2 separate regions of the Ovis aries genome follow, and region 1 is linked to region 2. Evidence: chromatin contacts called from public Hi-C data. All regions are on one chromosome and are shown on one strand. Each heading gives the region's core, a stretch centred on a gene start, on an enhancer-like site or on the middle of the called end of the contact. The rest is flanking DNA. Distances are from core to core; before and after follow the strand shown.

Region 1 (6,257 bases), core at 2,148-4,647, 520 kb before region 2:
TAGAATATTTAGCCTTAGTGGTCAACACCACCCCCTCCCCAACACACACACCCTTAAAAAACTCAGACTAAATTCAGTTCAAAAAGCAATGGCTGCTTTCATTCTATCTGAGATCTCATACAGGACCCCGTCACTCGATAATTGCACGGTCCCAATAGTTTCCTATCATCTCTACTCTTGCCTTACCTGGAATCCTTTACTACCAGCAGGAGCAGCACAGTGGATGGGGTCTGGAGCTCATTTTGGTTTAAATCCTAACCCCATCATTTAGCTCATAAAACCTTTTTCAAATGACTTTTTCAAATGTCTACAGCAGTAAGTACTGAACCCATTTAGAAATGAATGACACGTTAAACTTGCTACAGTTTGTGTCATTTTAAGACATTAGTGAAATTACTTTCATTTGTTAGTTTTCATGTTTTATCTAAATTTAAGGAAATTAGTGCTTTGAAACACTTGTAATCTTAAGAGAAAAATTCATCTAGCATAAAGCATCCCTCCTAACAAAACTGGATTCATTTTTCTTAAAAAGTAATTGTTTTAAGGGTTGTTTATTCAGAACTTTACCTCGAAGAGTAACTCAATCACTGACGAAAGGATACTTCTCATACACAAGGATTTCAGCTAATAAACAAGTAATGATATTATAGAATTTAGAACACCTCATTTTAAAACTCCTAACTAAAGCATCACTTGGCAATAAAAGGTCTGTGCAAAATTCAAATGTCACTGTGAACGGAACCACACTCACTGTCCACTCACACGTGTAACAGCACTTTGCTCTCAATCTCGTAGCTTCTAAAATGACTGATTATACTTTCAGTGATAGTCAAAGGCTATGGAGGACATATTAAAAAAAAGAAATAGAAGAAAAAGACACACCCTAACCTTGGACCACTTTTGCCACTAGCGTTGACCTTATCTTTGGGTCTGATCTAGAATAAGAAAAGAGTGACTGCAAAGTCACTGAAGGGCCTTCCATATAATTCAGCACTGGAAGAAGTGGGGTCTCTAAATTTAGTGGCTTTTGTTATGCATGGGCAACTGAGCTCTGGGGCTATTGAAAGAAAACTTAAAATGCTATAGAAAATCTATCACTACATAACCCTGACAGCAGTTCCAAGTAAGACCATTAGGTGGTGAGCTAAAACAAGTATTTAAAGACTAGGACACAGGCAGTAAATTGAGCTTGCCAAAGTCAGGGTCTTTAAATCTAGTGGGTTTTAACTAGGCTCAGGAATTCTTATCACAGAGATTAGAAGGCCCCCAAAAGTGGTTCTGTTTTTCTTACAACTAGTTCTCAAGCATTAACAGGTTTTCATCTTAGTTGTGTTAAACTAGCTTAGGAGACATACATTCTAAACTAGTAATCCCAGGATAACAACACTGCATTTACAAGAGGGAAAAAACAGGCAAAACAGGTTTAAAAAAAAAAGTCTAAGTTATCAAAGTGCCTAAAAGCAAAAATATAGAAAATAATTGCCAAAATAATTTTCCATCACGGACAAACATCTTCTTCCTCAACTGTTATTTTGCTGGGAAGGGCCAATACAGAATTTTCCTTCAAAAGGAAAAAACATTTTCCTTCACACTCTGCTTATGCTTCTGACTTTTTTCAGCTGTCATAAGAAGGCTCAGATTTTTGTCAAGATGCACAACTGCATGTTTATGTCTTAAGAAGCTTTGGTGAATCACTTACATGAAGTTTCACAAGCAATTATAGTTCCCTCTCACATGGTCCTTTTCAGCCCTCCATGGGGCCTACTTGACAATTGCTTCATGAGGGTACAAATGAGCTGCAGAGCTTAGAAATACACACAGGGCTTAATGTAAGAGGTTATGCTGCCAGCCTCCTTTGAAAATGGCTTGCCTTGAAGCTATGGCACATTTTATTACAGAAACAACCTTATAAATAACTGCCCCTTCCTTAGAAGAATGGGGGAGGGGTGGGGAAGAAAGGGAAAGAGGAGGGAGGTGTGTGGCAGGGGATGGAGGGGGGTCTGGAGAGAGAATGTATCGAAATAAATTTCTTGGCGATCTATCAGGATTTGCTCTGACATTCTCCCTTCTCCTCTCCTGTCTAATGCACTCAAAGGGACCCTGGATCCTTCTCCCCAAGCCCAGCCTGACCCTAAGCTTCCAGACTATCTGCCTCCTTCAAAGCTGATCTTTTGTTTCCTAGCCGACCTCAGCCAGGTGTAAGGAGAAAAAAAGGATGGCCAAACCAGCACATCGTCTGTTAAGTGCCCCTTTCAACCCATCCAAGCCTCTGGGCTTTAAAGGAGGAAGCATGCTGCCTCCTTTCACCTCTCACTCCCAAAAGGAACTTCAGGGAAAAAATAAAAAAGACAAATTAAAAAAAATAAAGGTGCGTGGCTGAGTGTGTGTGTGTGTGAGAGAGATTCTTGGTCAGGAGGAGGACCAGGGTGGGCAGGTAACATTCCTAAACTTCCTCTCCAACTAAACTTTTCTTTCTTTACTTTTGTACCCTAACTCTTTCAAGAGCTCCAAGGAGTTGCGTATTTAATGGCAGCTGCTCTGGCCAGAAATCCAAGGGGCCGGGCAACAGATGGAAGTGGACATTTCTAAGTCGGAGCCTCCTTTCAGAGCAGCTGAACGCTGGCACCTACCTGGAAAGGCATCTCGTTTTCATGACACTCGCTGATTTTTCTCCTACCTCAGTCTTCTACTGTTGGTGTGAAAGGAAAAAAAAATTCCGTGGAACACTTCTAAATCTTTGCCCCTCATAAATTAGTTATTTTGCATCAAAATGTTTTGTAAATGGGAAAGAAGTTAATTATTTAGTTTCAGATTAAATATAATGATCCATGAGCAAACAATCCGCCCTCTCTCCTCTCTGGGCTAACAAGCCACCCAATTTTACTTTCCTGCCTCCACCCATCTGCTCCACCCTATGGAGAGTTGCCAAGGCAGTCCAACTTGTCCAAACAGGACATGGCTTCAGATAAGATTCTGCCCACACCCTGTACTTCGGAAAGACCAAGTGAAGCAATTGATTTTGCATGTAAATAAGGACAGGTGCAAAGGTAACAACCAAGTGAAGTCCCTCCACTTTTCCAGACTAGGGCCCAGCAGAGCAGGGGTGGGGGCGGGGAGACACAAACCCATATCCTTTAGGTGAACTCTCAAGTTCAGTGCCACTTAGTTAGTGGCCTACCACATCTTTCTTAAAGCAATTTTAGTGAACACTAGTCATTTTCCCTATTAAGGTTATGTACGCAGTTTTCCTCCCCATGCCGACAATTTTTGTTTTTTAGTTTTAAGGGCCAGCGACCCCAACTCGGTTGAAAAGCACCCCTAATGCATAATCCTGCTGTGCACATGGCTTACGCAGCCTGCCTTGGCCCTGAGTTTTCTCCTGTGATGTGTTATATAATCAAATCCAGAAGGGCTGTGTGAGGCCACTGCCTCTCCACCGGGCGCCCTATCGCTGGAGACCCACCCCACTCCACCCTGAGGGGCCTCCACCCATGGGGCCCCACCCTCGGAGTGCGAGGCTGGGAGGGACCAATTGGCTCCAGCCAGCTGCCAGTTCCTGGAAATTCCGGCCTGAGCAGCGATGGCTGGAACCTTGCAAATAACCAGAAAGAAGTGGCATTGCTTCCCCCAGCTCCTGAGGATGCTTCACTAAAAGCTTCACGGAACCTCTGGTTGCGCACACGTGAGCTGTTGCTGACCACTCCCTTCAGAAGCTAACAAACAGAAAGGCACTCTGCGCCACTGCTGTGTGAGAGAATTCAACATGCCCCACCCTAATCCTCCTTGTCCCCAAAAGGCTGCGCCCCACATCTGCCTTATCTCCTGGCCACTCACCTCATCTTTCAAGCTTTCCTCACCAACTTCTCTATTTCTACTACTGCCGTGGCCGGGCTCTCAAACCTCAAGACTGTGTTACAGGGTCTCCCCTCCATGGGACTCCTATGCCTGCCCCTTGGACCCTCCAAGCCATTCTGACCACTCCTCCCCCCCGCCGACCTGCCACTTGCCACGTATCACAAAGCCCTCTTCTCAGCGAGTCTTTTCCAAACTCCCAAACTTTCCTCCAAGGGACACCCTTAGGGCTTGGAGGGCAGGTTCAAGCACCATGGCTCAGCACCCCCTTTCCTACCAGCTGCTCCCCTGCTCCACCAAGAGCCCTCCAAGCCGACTGCCCAGTTTCTCCCTCCACCCAGCCCCCTCCCCAAAGCCTTTGTTCATTTTTGGCCCCGATGCTGGGCAACCAGAGTGGAATGCCCATCCCCTTCCGGCTTATCTAAATCCTCCTAATTCTTCAAAGACCAGCTCAAGGCCCTCCCCACTCAGTGCAGCCAGCTGATTGCTCCTGGGCCCATCTGAGGCAGCCTCCTCTTACCTAGATAGGTGGGCCTTTCTACCTTTCAAATAGGCTGTCCAAGACCACCACCAGGATGGGCAGCACCTGAGCATGGGCTTACTTCACAGCTCCTTAGAGGGGTTCCCTTCCTGCTCCCCAACGGAGATCAGGCACACCCACTAAGTCAAGGTTTTGCCAGGCATAAGGAGTGGATATAAAAGCCCTGAGCTATAGGAGTCTCAGTCACTTCCCTTTCTCTTTAAATGCACTTGAAAATCTCCCTTAAAAAAGTAACATGAGTGAGGGGGCGAGGGGGCCTAACTTAAAGGAAATCTATTAAATGAAACTTCCTCAAAAAACCTATTGCTCCTAACAATAACCCTTTGCTTTTTATTACTCACCCAGAGAGCTCTTCTAAACAAGTCTAGTGTCAAGGTCTCGATTTTAAAACCTAAATTAAGGGCGGGGGTGGGGTGGGGGGGGGGGGGGTGGGGTGGAGGACAGTGAGAGAGAAAAGAATGTAGTGACTTGAAGTGTGTGTGCGCACGTGTGTGTGTGCATGTGTGTTAACAAACATTAGGTTGTTTTGTTTCAATGCTACTTCTATGGACCAAGGAAATCCAGGAGCTCAGTGATGTCACAGGTTTCCTACTGATTATCACCACCTTCACAACAGCACTCTCCAGGTCCCATTCTTTACAAGGACTGTGTCATTTCATGCCTACGATACGGGGAGGTACTACCTTCTCATTTTACTGCTGAAACAGAGAGGTAAAGTCATCTGCCCAAGATCACACAGCTGTTAGAGGGGTAGAGCTGGGATACAAACCCAAAGCAGTCTGATTTCAGGGCTGGTGGTGACTTGGTTCTCACTTCCACTGCCTCCTGCAACAGGGCACGACCCACAGCTAGAGTGGAATGGAGAGTTCTGCAGGCAGGTCCGGTCCATTGTGGATCCAGAGCCAGGGGCAGTGGATGTATGGCAGTGGCGACCTCAACTCCTGCCCGCTGGCCCCTGCTGCCTCCCCCTCTCTGAGTGGAGGCTTGGATGCAACATCAAAAGACGGCGTGTGAAGGCCCCGATTTAGGCAAACTATTCTTCCTGGCCAATGCACCTGCAATTGGTCCATAAAACTGCTCAGAAAAAATTGGCAGCTTCACCCAAGTAAATACGGAAATCCTCATAATAACTGTACAAAGGTGGAAGGGTCAGGTCCTCATCCCCATTTTAGAAATGAGGAAATGAAGGAACAGAGGTGAAATGACTCGCCCAAATTCGCCGAGCTGGTGGGAGCTGCAGCCAAGAACAGAAGTGTGTCTGCTGCAGACCCAGGCCTCTTTCTGTTCTTCTGCTCCACTCTGTGCTGTGGGACCCACTTTGAAGTCAAATCATCTTATACTTGGGCATTCCCCCAGGGACGGCGGGGTGTGGGATTTGTGTGCTGCCGCACTGGTCCATGGGAGGCAGTGCCATGGGGAGGTTCTGGCTGGCAATTATGATTTCAAAATGACTTTTCAGGTTAGATCACTTGGGACCTACTCCATCCTTGTGGCATAGCTGAGAATAATGACCGCACGCAATCTGAGATTAGCTCTAATGAGTAGGTGCTCAATAAATACTTGTGGGATGAATACATGAATGGATGTCAAACTACCTTTCTCACATGCTAGGATGAAATGAAGGGCAAGGGCCTAAGAGTGACTGTACCTCAGGTGTCACACAAGGAAAATCTGCCCAGGGGCCAGTGGTACTAGTCTAAAAATCATCTTCTGAAACACAAAGTAAATGTGAAAACCGTCGCTTGGGAGACAAAACACCCTTGCTTGAAGAACTGGAATAGGAACTCGAACTTACTCATGAAAGCGGTTCTGGGGCTCAAAGCTTTGTAAGGGACCAGGGCGTATAGTGCAAGAAACAGATAAA
Region 2 (6,513 bases), core at 3,675-6,174:
GTAATTTCTAAACCCCACCCCCACCCCCAGAAACACACACATTTCCGTAACGATAGCTGTACCAGCGATCAGCTCATGACACGTAACAAGCAGATGGCACAGTTACTTTACTCCATCTGCTCGGTGGAGGGGTCGTGTGGGGCAGCAAGGTAATTTTCTGTCCTGTCACACAAATGAGGAAATCAGAGCAGGTGGGAGACGGTGGGGCGACACTGGGTCTGGCAAGGCCTGGCTCTCTGGTCTGCACCTCTGTGCTCACTCCCTCCTGCCCTCCAGCACAGGCGATCCGGGTCTGTCCCCGCCCACATTCATGCAGGCCAAGATGGAAACTTCCTGAGGGGAGAATTGTGCCCTTCGTGACCCTACCCTTGGTATTTGCACCAAGGACTCACATTTACGACAGCTCTGGTTTACTCTGTTACTCCTCACTTGATGTCACTCTGAGGACCTAGCTGGTTTTGCTCCTGGAAGCTCCTGCCTTTGATTCTCCCATCATTACTCAAAGCACAATGGCTGGTGTTTGGTTAATAGCACCAGAGCACCGTGGACCCAAGCTCAGCTCTTGGCACATCTCCTGAAAGGGTAAGTGTAGAAACAGTCTCTCAGAAAGTTCCAGGACAATCTGACCTTAGCAAAGGATAATCTGTCTGCTCCCTAACAAACAGGAACAGCTCTCCTGGGCTACCTTTGATCCCAACTACAAACAGAGCAGAAAGGGCCTACAGTGGTGGGAAACTCAGCCTGCGGGGCCTCTGGTGAGTTAATGAACCACCACATGCTCAAGGTTCAGGTGGCGGCCTTGCAAATATGCCCTACCTGCAGCTGTTCAAGGAGGTCAAGGTTCTGTTTGCGTAAGCTGCTGTTGGTCTTCTCTAATTTGTCCATTCTTTGGTTGTCACTGAGAGGAGAAGAATCAATAAGCTCTTCCTGAAGCACATGGTACTCAACTTCATAAGCTTGCAACTGTTTCGAGATGTCCGTCTCAAACACCTGCTTCACAGAAAAGTCATCAGGCATTGGAAATGAGAAAAACCACACACACACACACACACACTCTCTCTCTCTCTCTCTCTCTCTCTCTCACACACACATATGTGACCATGTCAGTGGATATCCACTGAGCACCTAATGTTATTTAGTGATAAACACAGAATACTCTCTAAATGGAGAAGAGAACAATTTTACTTAGGAAGAGAGAATTTAAGAAGCATTTGGAAATAAACTGAGAGAAACAATAAGTATAGGGCGTCCGTGGTGGCTCAGAGGTGAAAGAATCCCTGGCCAATGCAGGAGACTTGGGTTTGATCCCTCAGTCAGAAAGATCCCCTGGAGAAGGAAATGGCAACCCAGTTCGATTGCCTGAGAAATCCCATGGACAGAGGAGCCTGGTAGCCTACAGTCCATGGGGCCACAAAGAGTAAGACATGTCTTAGTGACTCAATGACAATTGTCAGTGTAGGTCTCTGATGCCATTTTTCAAAGCCAAAACTTTATTTTTTAAAAAGCTTAAAAAAGTTTCTTTTTTTATTCTTATTTCAGTACTCAGATCTCTTTTCTCTGAAAATTCTATTAGATACATCAACTATGGGTCAACGACAGAATAAAACAAAAGAATCACAGCCCTACTTGCCCAGTCACCAGGTCAAAGTTTAATTATAGTTCAGCTGGGTTTTCAGAGTTACAAGAACAGCTAAGTAATGGAACTGTTTACTGAAAAACCCTTCTCTGCACATAAGAGATGAAGAAATGAGCCAAAACCCAAATGTCACCCACATAGATGAGTGAATACGAAACAATGCCTGACTTGCCTTTCTTCTCATAATAGTAACAGTCATGAAAAAAACCACTCGTGTGAAAAACAACCCCAAAGTGCACGAGTGAGCGAGCTGTTCATGTTTGTACTTTCTCTTGGTGAGTGAGCTGGACCGAGGCAGGGCCGAAGAGGGAAGGGATCCGAAGGCAGAGGCCGCTGCTGCCCCAGGCGTGAAAACCCGGCATACCTCTGAGAATTCAGTCACCACGTAAGAAAAGCCAGCACGATCAGAACACGTTTAGAGAATGAAATTAGTATTTTCAAGAGCAGAAACTGCCTCTTCACAGCATTTCCTCCAGAAAGAAACTCTAACACAGTTAAAATCAATGAAAAACTCATTTCCCTTGATGGTATCCTCTTAGCATTTAAACATGAATGAGCCCTATCTTTCCTGAAATCAATTTTAAAACTCCATGTTTACTTTTTCACCATTCCCAGAAATTTTCTCTTCCTTGAGAAAAACTTTTCAGCTTCCTGGCTTTCATTCAGTGGCTAATACTAATTAGGCACAGTCACTCCAGGACAAAAAAGCTACACATCCGATCTGTGACATGTGTGGTGTGCACATGTGTAGTTGACTGTATTGATCTGATTCTCTCCTGTCCCTCAGAGTGACCCTGAGCTCAGCAGGGATTATCATCTCTATTCCACAGTCAAGAAAACTGACCCAGGAGCTTTCAGGCAGCCCTCTAATGGGAGCTTGGCTGGCAACTCCCTGAATGACCGTGAACAAGTTAGCTGACCTTTCCTGGCCTCAGTTCCTGGCCTCCCCCCTGGGGGTGATAACCCCTACCTCCCAGCATCTGTGGGAATCATGAGACACACACCTGGCAAGCTGAGCTAAGGGATCCGCTTCCCACACTTGTCACGAGACCCCTCGCACCCAAGCTTGTGCTGCAACGAATGGCAGGCTGCCGCACTGTGGAGCTTCTGACCAGCTCAGCACAAAGGCCGCACACACGCAAACCAAGACACTCATGTGCAATCACAAATACAGTTCGGGAAAAACGGCACACGCACACACACGTCTCTTCTTTCACCCAGGTTTTTAAGTGAGCTCCTAACCTGGAACACCCGGGGATGAAACCTTGGGCCTTTGATGCAGAGGGGCTGAGGTCAAGGGCTTTCGGCTGTGCACAGGGCGGAGTGCTCTTGCAGGGCCCCGTTAATCCCGAGGAACCATCCCAGGTCACAGGCATCTCTGCTTAATTGCATCACCACCTCCTGGTGCCAAAACACACACAGCCTTGCAGTCATGCCCAGAAATGTGTCCCCGACTGCGGCAGCATGCAGCTGGCAGTGACAGAACCCTGGTCCTCCAAGGATGTTTTTTCACACTGCTGTATATTCTTCAAAACCGTAATTATAAATGGCTTCGTGGTATTCTATCAAGTTGATGCATCAATAATCATGTTAATCCAGTCATCGAATGTTGGCTCTCTAGTTACTTGCAAGTTTCTGTTATAAATGACAATTCTAAACATCTTTGTATGTACTGCTTTTCCCCTATTTTGGCTTATTTCCCAAGCATACATTCCAAGAAATGGGATTACTGAATCAAAGGATAGGAATATTTTACTGGCTCATGATACACACTGCCAAATTGCTTCCCAAATGGGAATAATCAACATACAATGCCACTAGCAACATTAAGAATGTGCCAGACACAGTACAGCCTTGGAATTGGGTACTGGCATTAAAATGTTTCATTCTGTTAATCTAGGAAGCTAAAAAACTATACGTTATTTACATTTAAATTATGCACAAAGCTACATACTTCCCCAGCTATTATTAGTCTGCTCTATGAGTCTCCTTTAGTGAATTCCTTTCCATTCTCGGCTCATCTGCTATTGGAGACTCAGTGTCTTTTTCTCTCTGCTGTCTGTGGACATTACAATGAAGCCATCAACCTTGATGGGAACAGAACTAGTCACATACTTTCCACCCACCCCACCCCCTACCCCCCAGCTGGGGTGGGTGGGGGGAAGTCTCAATGGTGGAGCATCTGCCCAGGTATCAAAGGGGTTCAGTGTCTGTGGGGAATTTAAAAATAGTAATAAACCCAACTGAAAGTTGGTCTGCTTTTTATTATCACCGCAATGCAAGCAATTCTCAACAATGCCAGGGGTAAAGGACGCCTCCCTGCCATATCCCTACCCTCTTGGTATGGCAGCGATTGGCCTTTTGACAAGCTTTCAATGGCACAACCTGCCTGAGCCGTGAGGACTCCTCCCAAGGCAGAAGGGGCAGCCTCACCACTGTGATTCTGAAGAGCATCTTCTGAACAAGGGAGCTTTGGTGAGATGCCGGTTTCTCTCCTACCAGCTCAAGCAGAACCGAGACCTGTCTGGCGTGTTTACGATGGAGTCACCCACTGCAGCCTTTCCAAGGTGTGTGTGGCTACCCCAGGGATCTTGCTGAAAGGCAGATTCTGACTCAGCAGGTCTGGGGGGCGGGACTGGATTCTGTGTTAAGTTCTACGCAGTAGGACAGTGGTACTGGTCAGGAGCCCACGTGAGGCAGGGCCTGCAGGATGCTGAATGTGGGCTATGTGCTCCATCCTCCCAACCCCGCTCCCCTGCAATCTTCCTTGCACTGACCTGAGGCTGCAGGGCACGCCCTGTGATGAGACAGCCCTGACGTCCCTTCCCTTCCTTTCTGTTTATTCCCAGGGCTTCCGCCTTCCTGAGAGCGGGTTGTTAAGGCTTACATTCAACTGACAACTTTAAGTCACACTGAGCAGCTGCCCCAGAGCCCTTTGCCTGGGACCCTGTCAGCTCTGGGCTGGCCTCTCGGCGGCGGCTCCGAGCCTGTCTGTGTTGAGCGGGAGCTGCAGGGCCCTGTCCTTGGTGACTCTGCCCACCCTGGATGCAGACTGTGTCCCAGAGGCTCAAGTAGAGGTTTCCACAGAGAAGGCATTTAGTGAAACGCAGCTTGTCTATCTCAGGGGTGCACCCGGCTCCATCCTTTCACACACAGAACAATTAACTCATCCACGTGCAAGGAACACAGTATCATTTCCACCCTGCAGGCTCTCCCAAGTTGTACCTCTAAGCTGAACTTGAGACTAGAGCACCCTCTGCAGGAAGGGGAGGGGCATCAAGAAAACAGAAAGCTGGACAGCCCACAGAGGTCAAGTTCCAGATGGACCGTGTGGGAGGGGAGAAGGGCCGAGAGCTGCCTGGTACCGTGAATCTGGTTTCCCAGCGAGACCTGTGACAGGCTGAAAACCTGGACCTCAGAAGCAGGTGCTGTGTCCCTACATGCCACATCCAACCCCCCACCTCCCCTCAAGAAAGCTGAAGCCGTGCCTAGAAGGTCTCTTACCCCTGTGGCTTTGCACGTGCTGTAACTGCGGGACAGTTGACTGCAGCCCATGCGCCAGGGCTGTCCCACCGCATGCTCTGCAAACAGCTTTATTGCAGCACAGTCACTTCACTCCACACGCACACTGGCTCTGGCCACTTTCAGGCTCCAGAGACTGAGCTTACCTCACATGACCTTATGGCTCACAAAGCCTGAAACACTTTCTCCCTGGCCCTGTGCAATAAAGCTTTGTGACCCCGTGGACTGCAGCCTGCCATGCTCCTCTGTCCATGGGATTTTCCAGGCAAGAGTACTGGAGTGGAGTGCCATTGCCTCCTCCTAGAAGAGGCCTGGCTGAACCCAATTCCCTCAGCTCCCTGCCAGGCCTGCTCACTGCTCACTCCTTGCACAGCCTGCTCCTGCAGCCCTTGCACACACACTCCTGGAACTCCCACCACACTTGCAATCATCACTGTGTTACACACTCCTTTTCTGCATAGGATGGGCCCTGGTGTCCCAGAGTCTATTACACTCTTGGTTCTGCCACCCTATACAGGGTGCTGGGCATTTACTCCCTCTGTGCCCAGTGTCCCAGCAATGAAAATGAAGATTATGAAGCCATACACTGTGCCCAAGAGTTGTTAGGGAGCCGAGGGACTAAAAGATTACCAAATTCAAAACATGTACCTAAAATAACTCAGGTACACACACACACACACAACTGTCCTCTCTCCACGCTGTGACCATTTCTATTCTTCCAACATTTAAAGAACATCCTCACATCCTAGTGAGTATCCTTTAGAGAAGAGGGGAGGAAAACGGGATTTTTTTTTTTTCCTGGGGCTCAATATCCAGAAGGTAATAACATCAGCAAGGCTGCCCGCCTTTGAGCCCAGGCAGCAGGTCAAGGTGGTCACCGGCACAGACTTGGGTTTAGGGAACCAAGGCTCTTGGGTTCGCCCCAGCAGCCAAAACACAGAAGGATGCACAATGAATGCTCTGAAAGACAGTAAATGCTCAGCAAGGTCAGAAAGGAAAGTATCACAGGGTGGAGGATTCTGTCTTAACGGACAATACTGGAAAACTCTGATTAAATGATACCTGGAGGCACTTGGTGGAGCTGAGTAGTTGCTAAAGCATTTGCCATGAGAGAGCCTCAGTCTGAAACAACACCTTTCCACTTCTTGGCCATGTGACTGTGGGCCAGCTAATTAACCACTCTGAACCCTAGGTTTCTCATGAGTTAAAACCAGCTGTCTTCTCAGGAGGTCATGACTGAATAAGCTCAGGTGTGTATATGCAGAGTTGCTCAGAACCTGGCAAAAAGTAGGGCGTCAATAAGTCAGAGCGATTCACACTGAGAGGAAGGCGCCAGGGAAGTAAAAAAGAAAGTG

Evidence for each region. A called contact is a pair of places that touch in the nucleus more often than the background predicts.
Region 1: a contact with region 2 is called in a Hi-C map of liver, with 3 times the contacts expected there. The contact joins two enhancer-like sites. A contact is called at or near these places in 2 of 16 Hi-C or Micro-C datasets (liver and mixed tissues).

The regions. Positions count from the first base shown.
Region 1 is chr6:58,652,796-58,659,052 of ARS-UI_Ramb_v3.0, reverse strand. The region is part of intron 1 of KLF3 (KLF transcription factor 3); the gene reads right to left. Among named protein-coding and RNA genes, the nearest start is that of KLF3, 9.1 kb to the right of the region's middle. Within about 2 kb of position 3,397, at least 32 of the 54 cell types and tissues checked have an H3K27ac peak or open chromatin away from gene starts, as enhancers often do. A contact at or near this core is called in liver, where this site is marked.
Region 2 is chr6:58,134,447-58,140,959 of ARS-UI_Ramb_v3.0, reverse strand. It overlaps TBC1D1 (TBC1 domain family member 1), which reads right to left. Exons shown (of 20, transcript XM_060417587.1): 19 at 817-990. Among named protein-coding and RNA genes, the nearest start is that of TBC1D1, 220 kb to the right of the region's middle. Within about 2 kb of position 4,924, at least 13 of the 54 cell types and tissues checked have an H3K27ac peak or open chromatin away from gene starts, as enhancers often do. A contact at or near this core is called in liver, where this site is marked.